Regions from separate parts of the Mus musculus genome. Here region 2 is linked to region 1. The links are chromatin contacts, called in public Hi-C maps. All regions are on one chromosome and are shown on one strand. Each heading gives the region's core, a stretch centred on a gene start, on an enhancer-like site or on the middle of the called end of the contact. The rest is flanking DNA. Distances are from core to core; before and after follow the strand shown. Region 1 holds the start of Gm35130 (a long non-coding RNA gene). Region 2 overlaps Msrb3 (methionine sulfoxide reductase B3).

Region 1 (6,440 bases), core at 2,830-5,329:
TTCCCAGTTTGGCAAAGGAAAGAAACGCTGCCTGGTTTGGCATGATAGGGTTAATTGCTGCTTCCCTAGTTCACCCTATTACCATGATGGATCCTGAGGTTTGCCTAGGAAGCAATGGCTTCCTGACATGTGGGGTTTTCACACTGAAATGAGGACAGTCCCCCTACCTGCCACACCTATTGTGTGACCTTCCCCTGTCTTGTCTTCTGCCATCACAGTTGGCGTAGAGTCCCATGGACTGTCAGCTTGTTGCGGATGGACTTTGGAGTCATTCACCTCTATAACCCCTGGCTGTGGGCAGAAAAAAAAAATAACCCAAAGCTATTACTATTGTGCTAGATTTGAGGCTCACATCCTGGTAGACCACACCAGGCCAATACAGTTCCATGTGGGGTTTACTGTGGGGGAAGGGGGCAAAGGGGGCAACAAAGACGAAAAGAGAAACAGAGAGACAGAGAGAGAGAGAGAGAGAGAGAGAGAGAGAGAGAGAGAGAGAGTGAGAGTTAGTTGTGACATAACCCCACACAGGTAAAGGTGGGAGGTGAGCCAAATGGATTCTGGGAATGTATGGTGGTTGCCATGGCAACGGGATGTGGGGTCCCTGTCATCTAGCTTTGAATCTACACATCCAAGATGGTCCCTCCATGTCCTGCACCCAGGGCAGCCAATGGATGTCTGATTCCTGCATCTTTTCATCACTATTCCCTAGTTACTAGAATAAAGAAATTAAGGACCAGGGGTCTCATTTGTTCCTCTCCCTTTCTCCCTTCCTTCCTTCTTTCCTTCCTTCCTTTCCTTCCCTTCCTTCGTTTTTCCTTCCTTCCTTCCTTCCTTCCTTCCTTCCTTCCTTTCCTTCCTTTTTTCTTTCTTTCTTTTTTCTTCTGTCCTTTCTCTTCTTTCTCTTTTCTTTCTTTTTTCTTTCTTTCTTTCTTTCTTTCTTTCTTTCTTTCCTTTTTTTTTTTTTTTTGAGACAGGTTTCACTCTGTAGCTCTGGCTGGCCTGGAGTCGACCAGGCTGGCCTCAACTAGCAGATATCCACTTGCCTCTGCCATCCCAGTGCCAGGATTAAGAGTTTGAATCACCATGCCCAGAAAAGTCATTTGTTATTGTTCATTTCTCTCTGTCTGCTACGAGTGGAATATTTGTAAGTAAGAGCTACGGGACTCCCTACTTTTAACTTTCTGAGTTTATATTTAAAATGCCCTACTGTCCCCATTTTCCAGATATGAATTTGATGGTGCAGAGAAGAGAAATAATTTTCTCAAGTGCCCCCAGTTACTTACAGGTAGCCTGGGGCTGGGCCCCCCAGGTGGACTCTGCACTGGACTGGAGAGCCTATGTTTATAACCACAATACTCTACTGCCAGAAGCATGGTGAGGGAGGCTACATCTGTAGGGGGTGGGGGAAGACTTTAGTGCCAAGCCTGACTGTAGCATTGAGGAAAGGGGCAGCGCCTGTTTCTCTGCCTCTTGTCCTTTAGCCATACTGAGCCTGGCTCCTTTGAGGTAAAAGAAAGCATCATGCAAGAGTGTGGTCCAGGAGACCCAATAGCTAACAAAACAGGAAGCTTGCTCACTGTTTACAAGGTAAATGAGAAGCAGAGAGCAAGCCAGGGTGGAGCTCCTGCCCAAGGTAACAGCCAGACAGTGGCAACGCCAGGCTGGGAGCCCTAATCCCCTGACTTCCTGCCTGGGGTTTCTCCAGGCATTCCCCCCACCCCATTCTGCGCCTATAAAAAACACACAGGGCTCTCTTTACCACATTCCTCAAGTTTTAAAGGCACCGCTCCTGCTGTCCTCCTTCCCAAATTCTAATACTCTTTTCTTTTTAACATCTGAGGAAGAAAGTGTTATGGTTAAAAGCATTTGGATTCCACTATGTCACTGTAACATAACGTGTAATAAATACCTTTTATTATTTATTACCTAAAAGCTTAGGGGCCATGGAAGACTAAAAGCTATCCTTTTTTTTTTTTTTTCCCTCTTGATGAAGCTCTAACAAGTTTATTCCAGCCCCTGGGTGGAAAGCGAGGGTGAGAAAGGGCCGAGTCTCTGTGATCATTGTATGTAACTGGAAGATTTGTTTTAGCTCAAACCTTGCAGCCTGGGGCATGCATGCCAGCCTCCCAGAAACGCCTACCCCAGCCCATCCCCATAACAAGCGTCAGTAAAAACAGAACCGAGGATCTAGGTTAGCCCAGAGTTCCCAGCGCTCTGAAACTTCTGTTCCAGGATAAGAACTACAGAAAGATCTCGGAGTCAGTTAGTTGAGCAAATTAACTTTGTGGCTATTTCTGGTGAAAAGAAAAACAAAACAAAACAAAAATCCTTTATCTTAAAAGGCACAGAAGACTACAAGTCCTCCTCACTTTACCCTCCTATCCCTTCATACCTGACAGGCGGCAATTTTGTTTGCATTAAAATGGCATCTTCCAAGAGGACCTATGAACCTGAAACAAATGTTGTTTAATTTGCCATTCATTAGGGGTGTATTGGGATTGATTTATTGCACCCTTATGACCCTACGTCTTTGGAACAGCATTCCTGCACGATTAAACTGGGAAAGGGTTCAGGCAGGAGTTGCAGGGATCAGCAAAGGAGGCTATGGTGATGCTGAGAATTGCTGTGTATCTGTAACCCAAAGAGAACACAGAACAGTTGAGCTTTGAAGGCATGTGAGCCAGACAAGAGTGTGTAAGTCTTTTGACCCAGGTTTGCCAAGTCTCTCCTAAGGGATGTGGCCCTCACAAGCCACTGTGATCCAGCTTGTAGATTGTTGAGTTCTCTCTCTCTCTCTCTCTCTCTCTCTCTCTCTCTCTCTCTCTCTCTCTCTCCCCTCCCCTCCCCTCCCCTCCCCTCCCCCATCCCTGCCCCCAGGAACCCTGCTCTTTCTGCTAACTATACCACAGCCAGAGAAACATGGAGGTAGATACTGATTAGAGATGTGCGCTAGAGAGAAAAATATGCCTCCTGGCAGAATCAGAAAATGGTCAAATTAAACAAAACAAAGCCAAAAAAAAAAAAACCAAAAAAAACCAAACCAAACAAAACAAACAAACAAACAAGCAAAAACAAATTGCCAAACGAAAAAAAAAAATTGCCGAACGCTGAGAATTGAGGCAACAGCAATTCCCGCCGGGCACTGGGATCCATTCTCTGTCTTGTGCGAGGCACAAGTCTAATTACAGCTCTTATGAGGAAAGATGACAGTGTTTTATTTTATCTTATTTTGTTTTGTTCTTTATGTGTAAACAAACCAGTCAAGGGCTGGTAAGCCTCAGCCAGCTGGCATTTATTTGTTTTTATCTCCTACTGTGATTCACCTTGTTTTAATTGACTTCCAAGAAAACATTCGGGGATAGGGAGTGGGGGGGGGCACTTCGTGGTTGTGGCTGTAGCTAAATACACACGTTTACCTGAAGCCGGAGTCAGGGAGGGAGGACACAGTGCCTTCAATTCCCTACCCAACTTCCTTCCAATCCTATCACCTTAGGCTATCCTGCCAGAGTCCGTGGGGCTGGCTTGGAGAGAACTTGGGGTTACGATGGAAGACCTTGTGCGCCTGCGCCTTCTGTGAGCGCTAAAATGCTGGGTCTCCCTGGGAGCAGCTATCCCCGGGTCTGACAGCTCCTACCCAGAGTCCTCTCAGACTCCCACCCCAAACTGGCATTTGTCGGGTGTCTAGCAAGTATCCTGGCTTTGGTTTTCCCATTGAAACCCAACGGCTATATAAGTGAAGAGGAATGTGGAGGCGGGGGCAGAGGAGGTCTGCAAGGTGATCGTATTCTGTCGTTTGGGGGGACGTTAGGAAGTCCCTTTTCAAATTTTCTCCCCACAGAGGCTGGGCATCCTACCACTTGTGAGGGAACTGGCTTCCCTAAGAATGTTAGGATTATTAACATAGCTTAGGAAATGAGTCCCTAGAGGTTCACCATGGGCTTGATCGCACAGAATGGCTGCTGTGAGAGGCAGCCTGCTTGCGAATCAAGGGCTGGAGATGCTCTAGAGGATAACGTGCTGTCTCTCCCTAAAGAATCTGGAGTGTGCTTCCCGGAGTGAGCAGCAGGAAGTCTGACTGACCTACATGAAGCATCCAAACAGAGTTAATGATTCATTCAACTGCTCTCTCAGACGTTCACTAGCCAGAGGTCTGAAACTTAATTTTTTTTTTTTAATAGAAACTGACACCTGCGGTTTAAGAATTCCCTTATAGCCTTTGGGATAAAAAATCTTGGCTTCCCATTTTAATTCAAAGACAAGGTGAGAGGCTTTCCTTGTAAGAGGAGCCAGCAAGGAACACTCTCTGGCTCCTTCTGTTAGGGGGCCTTGCCCTCCTCCCAAGCTCTGCGGCCTGGGTACCTTTGATGTCCAGGCTGCCTCCGACCTCATCTCAGCAGGATGCTCTCCTTGATCCCTTCCAACCTCCCCACCCAAGGTCCTCCTGAGTGTGGGAAAGTGGGTGGAGCAGAGTAGCGCATCTGAGGTCTCTCAGCCTGCAGGGCTTTCGGAGTGAGGGGCCAGGTCAGCAGGAAGGTGCAAAAGGATGGAGTGGAGACGGAAAGACAGAAAAGATGGAATGGACAGAGCCAAGGGCCCAGCCAGAGCTTCCCACGGCACTCACCACAAGGTACTGGCTGTATTTGGTGTGGTCTCCGACCCCCAGTTCCATCCCATTTACAACTGCTTAAACAGCCCTGTATCCAACCAGCTCATGACAGCTGTTTTGACCTGTGGAGACGACTCTGGATGGTGATGGATAGGCGGATAGACTTGCTGGGTATGGCTGCATATGCAGCCAACTGCCCACTCCGATTTAAGCTTTATCCTTCTACCGTTCCTGGTGTAATCCCCACACTCTGCCACCCCTCGAGCCTTCTTGTCTTTATAATCTCTGTCTTGTTTGTTCTATGCCATTCAAGGAGCTACAACACCTTTGGCTTCCTAATGCTCTTTCCACATCCAAACTTCATCCTCTCTCTGCCATTGGCTTTGAAGATGTCCTCATCTCTCTGGTAAATAGTACTACATGTACAGCCCCCCACTCCACCCCACCCCCGGCTTTCTGGATTTCAGCAGAATTAACCTGAAAGTTTATCTTAAACGAAAACAATTAACTAGTACTCAGTGAATGGTGGCTCTGAGAATTGATAATCAATACGTATTCTATAATGTCCTTTGGTTGGTATGTTTCTTCTGTAAGTGACAGGCAAGTGTGAAGGGGCTAAAATAATGGAGGTGCCAAAAGGCATCATTTTCTTTAAAAGGTAGTTACTGAGTCTGCCTAGTTTTGTGTCAGCCACTTCATTGAGAGCCTTAGAGCCTGGGCTGTTCACTAAAGTTCCCAGATGTTTGCTTTGACTTTCTAAAGAGGACAGTAAAGACTGGGCACATGGCATGAGTGGATCACAAGACACTGCCAGTTTCAACAGGGGATGGAGCTGGGAAAGGTGGTGATCTTTCTAACAGTTTCCAAAGTGCCGAGAAAAAGCCATGGGAAGAACAGAAGAGCTACAGAGATTTTTCAGAAAGGTGTGTGGAATAGGAAGGAGCCTGAGGGAAGAGCAGGAAGTCTGGAGCTTGGGGTCTCAGAAACCATCTCTACACTCATGGGCCCTGAGGGAAATGCCACCTGCCCAGCCCACGTGAAAATTCCACACGGAAGGCCTTTGCTTCTGAGTTAGCTCTGAGGCCTGGCGCATCGTTGTGACTCTGAAAGCACACCATAAGCTTTTGGCATAAAGTCAACCTTTACTTCCCCGAGCAGAAGGTTCCTTAGTGCAATGTGACGAGACAGAACCACTTAGCATGCCACTTTTGCCAGATCTTTCCACTTTAAAGTGCAAGTTTGGAATGCTGTTCTTAGCTCTACCACTGCGCTATCATGGGACAGTGACCGCGCCCCACATCAGGTTCCCTATTGCTGGTGACAAAACTAGAGAGAGAAATCTTTAGCACCCAGTAAAACCATGACTGCTCCAAATAGTTCATAATGATTTTTTTTTCTGGGAAAAATAACTTTCAACTGAAATAGCATAAAAAAGCAATGGGAAAATGCACAGGCATGCGAGAAACCCTGATCTCCACTGTTCCATAACAGCATATCCCATCGCAGAGAAGAAAATAGAAAGAAAAATGTGTCCCTAGAGAGTCAACAGCTCGAGCTTCTCTGCCCCATAGAAATGACTGTTTATGGTATATACCAAAGCACCATATTAGGAGACCACTTTTTTGGTTTTTCTTTGTCTTACTCAACCAATTCCTGGGCAAAGAGATTCAAAATGATTAGAGAACATATTTCCATTGTTCACCAATGTTACTGTATTCTTGTCACACTGCATCCTCTGACACACAGCTGGGTGGCATGGCCCAGGAATCTTGATGGGAAAACAGGAGTGCCTCTGAGATGCACAACACTACCATGTAACACACAACACAACCAT
Region 2 (5,967 bases), core at 35-2,534, 88 kb after region 1:
CTACACCATCATCCATATATAAAGAAAGGCTCCTGATCTCTCTCTCTCTCTCTCTCTTTCTCTTTCTCCCCCCTTTCTCTTTCCACGGCTACCTTGCCCTTTTCCCTCTCAACAAATTTCATGTTGGGGGGGGGAATGGTGAGAGAGGGGGAGTAAGGGGCAAGAGACAAGAAAGAGAGGCAGGAGTGAGAGAGGAAGAAGGGGGGCAAGCAGCCCCTTTTATAGTGGGTCAGGCCTACCTGGCTATTGCCAGGTAACTGTGGGGGTGGAGTCCAGACAGAATACCAACACCACGTATCTATGTTAACACATGCTGATATTAAAAAACATTGATTTACTTCTTTATCTGTGTGCACAGCTAGCCTTTCTGGTTCCCAGGTATATACATTGACCTGCCTTCTCAGTAGAAGTAGTAGTAGTTCACTCTCTTCAACTCTCCTGTTTTAAGTTAGTTTCCTAAACACCAGGCCCGTTGGGTCTTAGCATGGTTAGAGACAGTCTGTGCCAGGGATGCGCTACTTCTAGCCTGTGTTTAAACCCCATGTGTATAAAGCTTTTTGGCTCCCCGACCCAACCTCTTGTAATCCATTCATCTCTCCTTACCAGCGCACTGGAAACTGGTTCTTTGCTCCACTGTCTAACATTTCATTTCCGCTTACTATAAACAACATATGGATGCAGAGTATGCAATGCCAGAGGGCACTGCCTTCCAAGGGCTGTATTTTCTGTATTATTTAACTGGCAGGCAATTGCTACATTAATTCCTACTACTCTAACAACAGTGTAAACGTCCACTAAAACACCAACTTGGTACATATATGGATACCCAGTGATATTTATCAGTTGCTAAACAGTGCAGTATATTTGCAACTCTGTATCCTTTTCTTCTACACCAAGTGAAGCCTGACGACAGGCAAGCAAGCTTGAGAATCGGACTGCAAATGCAATCGAGAATTGAATCTCTCATCAAATCAGACAAAGCACCCAGGCCAGCATACACATACCAATGCGGGACCGGCCTCAGCCAAGTGAGGGCACTCTGCTGTGAGCTTAACTCTTTGCATTTCTGAAGAAAATGACCAAGGCTAGGGCAATGAAAGGGATTAATTTTTCAGTCTTGTTGAAGAACAGGAGTCGATCTGTGACCCGGCTCCCCAGGTATTACCCACCCGGCCCCAAGAACAGAGTCATTTACGAAGTAACTGCTTCAAGGAGTCTCTCTGAAACTACAAAGACATTGAATTCCTGTCAGATGCAGGCATTTCTTCAGGGAATAAAAGAATTTTATGACTCATAAGACGAAAATCTCCTGAATACTCACTGAAGTAATCTAATGAGGTACTGTCACCAGGAGAGACGTTTGATGAATGGATGCGTTATGCAGGAGAGTTTTAGGCAAAACAGGAAATTGAAAAGACTCAGCCGTGTATTCGTTTGTAATTTCTCCTTTCAGGATAAAACCACCTTCAGAAGCACACTTTTCCCATGTGGCACGGCATTTCAGACAATGCCACACTTGACTTCTAGGTCCTTAGTTAAAAATTCATATTTTTAAGAGTGTGCACAGATGGTGGCAAACCATCCTGAGGCAGCGGAGTCCAGGACTTGGTTCTAAGTCATTTTGCAGATTCTTATTCTCCAAATGCGATCTAATTTGGAAGGGAAATGTAAGTGCTAAAGGTAAAGACTTGTACCCTATGCTGGTTAATGAGGAAGGAGGTGGGGGTTTCCTAGGGAAATACAAAAGGAAGCTGGAGAGATAGTACTGTAGCCTTGGCTTTTAGATAAGGCAGAAGCACACAACACCAAGAAGGCCACCTTGACCTTAAACTAGTCCCAGTTAATTCTAATCAAAATTTTGTCTGCTCTGTATTAAATTTTCTTCTACTAACAGGTTGTAAAAATAGAGCAAGCAATGAAAGCCCTCTGTTTAATCTTTCCCAGGGACAAACACAGTGTAATGTATAATATGTAACTACGAATTGGTTGGCAAGTTACTTTTATTTAATTTAGTCTATGCTCAGCTTCACCTCTGAAATACCAGTCTGCGTCCTTCTATCTGGTTTGATTCTATAGTCCACTTAGCACAGTAAGTGTTTACACTAAGAAGACAAGAAAATGTGTGATATATTTTAACTGTCAAAAGTGTTGTGAACAGCAGCAGCTGGAAGAATGCCTAGCCCCTTTCTCTCTTACCCAACAGCCTGTACTTTCCACAACCCAGCAGTTACATCCTTTCATGTCTATATTAAAAGAAAGGCAGAAGGAAGGAAAATGAATTTATTGCTATTTCTGAAAAAAAAGCACATTATAGCTCCTCTCATGTGTGGTCTCTACATTCAGTGCAAACCTCGAGTTAGTGTAGGGGGGACGAACTGGTCTCCAGCAATGAAGCTTTTTCTTTCTTTCCATTTTGTTGTTGGTTTTTGTAGACACAAAAGCCTGGGAGGGCCCTCTGTGTGAACCCTGCTTTTTCCTGCTTCTCTAGGTGTACCTTGTACATCATCCTAAACTCGTCATCACAAGGCTGTACTGAAAGGCTATTCTCAGCCGACTCAACTCTGAAAATAAGTTTCTTTTTATTCCACCTTCTGACACAGTGACCTTCCACTACTGAAGCTGAAGAGATGGCTACATTACACCCCTGCCACGGTGACGACAGGCTCTACAGGAATATTCTGGGGTGAATATTGAATGGTAAAGAAAGTACGGGCATGATTAGACTTTATGTTTAGCACATTCAACTCTAGAAACGTGAGGTTTGCCCACCGCCCGTACCACACCCCCATTATTTGTTGTTAACCTTGTTAACCACGGCAGCAAATCTTTCTGTTTCTCCCACGGAGCAAGAGTTCGCTTTCACTCCTGCTTAGAATGCCCAAACTCTGCGTGCAGTTCAGTTCTCACACTTCTGAACGTAGTCACACTCACTCGGTGAGGACTTCCCTGGAATTCCCGTCCAGATTCGCGTCTCCTCCCATGCACGCTGTGCGCGCCTTCTTTCCGTTCCACTTCCTCTTAGCTTTTAATCAGACGTTTTTCACTGGTTTCATGACAGAGATTAGAGTGTAAACTGCCCTGCCTATTTACCACAGGATCTCGTTATTTACTGTGTAGATAATCCTAGAGCTCTACCAGAAGCTGAAGCCAATACAACATGAAGGACTTTAGTCTCACCCCCGCCCCGGCCCCCGGCCCTCAAAGAAAGGAAATCTAATGTAGGCATTTTGTCTCTTCCCACCAACAATCCCAGGGGCAGCTTCCCCTAAGCATCCTCACCAACTACTACCTTCTAGCCAGATGTCAGAAAAAGATAAAAGCCCCAAACCCCATGGATATATAAACATTAAGCAACATGCCCCCAGAGAACCAAACATTTAAAAAAGATTTTTAAAAAAAAATCTGAGACAAATGACAATGAAAACACCAAAGTTTATAGGATAATATAGCAAAAGCAGTTCTAAGGGCGGGGGAAAGGGTCTAGAAATAAATAACTACATCTAGAGAGAAAGACGATACGGTAGTACACACCTGTCATCTCCAAACCTGGGGTCTCGTGGTGTGTAAAATGGTCACATTTCTTTTCTCAGTGGGCCAAAAAAGCAAAGCAGTATGAATATGAATACGCACCAGTAGAGAAATGAAATAAGGAGGCTGATGGAATTGTGAGACAGTTTTCACCGTTTTACAATTCCTGTCCTATGTGGTACGTTCACATCTCTTATAAACAGGCAAAGGCATACATATATACAAAAAGCAAGAGATGCAAACATGTCAGAAGGAAAGGCAGCAAATATCTTCAAAGGCTCTTTCTCCATAAAAAAGGCAGAATATTTAAATTAATAGAAAACTTCTTATTTGTCTACATACAATCTCCTTGTGCTGGGTGAAAAACAATAATGAAGAAAAACCGAACGATGTTCTTTTTAAGACTCTTACATGAATTCAATTGACGAAGGGGATTAATATGTAAACATAACAAAGCTACAGCTGGTAGATACTGCACAAGGGAAGTGGGGGTGGGGAGAGAAAGCCTGCTAACTAAAGTAAATAAATAAACACATAAAGAAATAAACAAGTAAAATCAATTCTAGAAGCATCAACTTCCATAAAGGGGGATATTTTAATTCAAAAGCACACAACCTCTGGTGCACTTTTATATATGACAGAGTTGTGAACTGTATAGAACAAAAATTACTAGAAACACAAGACACTCACACACACACACACACACACACACACACACACACACACACACACACATGAGCCCTGGTAATCCTCACTTACTCTAAGGACTATTAATGCACACATTTCAAAACAACGAAAGTGGCAAACAATGATAAAGGAGATAAAAAATTATGTGAATTCCATCAGGAGCCATATTGGCCAGAAATGGCAGTCAGCCTAACATGTACCAGGTCACAGACTTGACCCCTAGCACTGGGAAGAAAATAAGGGCTTACTGAACCTTCCTACCCGTTTACCAGCTACAACTACTTCAAGAGCACCAGGTCAACCGAAGGGAATCTCAAGTATAAGAAAACTACCCAATCAAGGGGGAATCTGGGAAACGACGTATCAAAGAGACCAAAACGCCAATCGAGCTTAAAAAACCCTTAGCTTTTTGCCCAGGATTCAGGAGCAACATTCTGGGCTCTAGAAAATGAGTCTGCCTTGGGATCTCCGTTCTCGACAGGTTCTCGACAACAAGGACAGAGAAACAAGGCCCCAGGAGACATGGAGTGCCAACGGGGGCTCTTAGGAATCATACAGAAGACCAGTTGTCTGAACAGAGACAAGTCCAGAAGAGACTTGCCACAAATGTGACCTGTTGCTGAACTATAATCCATGGAGTTAGAGACTAATTAAATCCAGCCCTTCTTCCTTCTTTGATTCATTCTTGAGTTCAAGCAAATGTTCCCTGAACTTCTAGTGAGGGCCAGTCCTTGTGCTGGATGCAGAGAAACAGTGAATGAAGCAGACAACAGTATGTCTGCTTACATCTGATCACTTCCGGGGGCGGTCAGCCTCTATATACACATTAGAGTCACTTGGGGGCCTTTTAGAGAGTGTTGTATACCTAAACTCTAGCGCCAGACTCTTTGAGACAATTGGTTATCAATGAGACCAAGGACCTATTTTTTCTTTTTAAGTTCATTGAGTTGTTCTGACATGTGAATAGGACTGAGAAAAACTGTTCGAAGGAAGTAGGCTCTAGCAAGCAGAGTGAAGACGGGGTAACATTGGTGTAAATAAACCCAGGTGCCGGCAGTAGGCTCGCCATCACTGGAAGCCACTGGAGACACGCCACTCCTCAGGTCTTCAATTATCCTCTCCTCCCCTCCTTTTGTAGATCCCCGGGATACGCTCCCATTTTCTTTTAGCACTTAGCTCAAATTATCTTTCTAATCCAACCTTTCATGATCTCTCATACACAACTTACATAGTACTGTTGATACTCTCCCAGAACCTTGGCTACCTCGGTCTCCACAACTCCACAACATTCTCTTTCAATCCCCAGCTGCTGAACAGATGGTGTGAATCCAAAACCAATCATTTCAAACACTGCTCCAGACTCCCAACAATCATGGGAGCTGAGTGAAGGACCCTCTCCCTCCCACAAGTGGGAAATTGATGCTTGACATCCCAACCTGACAGTCTGGATAAACTGTCCACTGAGACAGTTATATACTATCAAGTACATTATAGGTTCTACCCCCGGGGGAAACTGGGCCTGCAGAATGCTCAATAACAAAATATATTCTAAGCTCAAAGCAATTGACTTACAAGCAAACTTTTGAAAAACCCACCAACCCATTCACATCTTTGAGAATGTCCGCATATCACATCCTGACCAGTTCCAGGAGTAGCCGCACCACTTAACAAAGGGCAGAGTTGGAAGACAGATGCAGTAAGCTCTAGACTATATTTTAAAAGTCACAAATTGAAGGCCTTCAGCTAGAAGCA

The links. A called contact is a pair of places that touch in the nucleus more often than the background predicts.
Region 2: a contact with region 1 is called in a Hi-C map of embryonic fibroblasts, with 2.4 times the contacts expected there. The contact joins two enhancer-like sites. A contact is called at or near these places in 6 of 484 Hi-C or Micro-C datasets (the HPC-7 cell line, the Patski cell line, embryonic fibroblasts and 1 more), 3 of 115 datasets of contacts at active chromatin or transcription factors (bone marrow-derived macrophages, embryonic limb bud and embryonic stem cells) and 1 of 9 other capture datasets (embryonic stem cells).

What each region holds. Positions count from the first base shown.
Region 1 is chr10:120,718,597-120,725,036 of GRCm38.p6, forward strand. It overlaps Gm35130 (a long non-coding RNA gene), which reads right to left and starts at 434. Exons shown (of 3, transcript XR_380879.3): 1 at 168-434. Within about 2 kb of position 4,080, at least 23 of the 459 cell types and tissues checked have an H3K27ac peak or open chromatin away from gene starts, as enhancers often do. A contact at or near this core is called in embryonic fibroblasts, where this site is marked.
Region 2 is chr10:120,809,242-120,815,208 of GRCm38.p6, forward strand. The region is part of intron 5 of Msrb3 (methionine sulfoxide reductase B3); the gene reads right to left. Among named protein-coding and RNA genes, the nearest start is that of Gm15910, 45 kb to the right of the region's middle. Within about 2 kb of position 1,285, at least 28 of the 459 cell types and tissues checked have an H3K27ac peak or open chromatin away from gene starts, as enhancers often do. A contact at or near this core is called in embryonic fibroblasts, where this site is marked.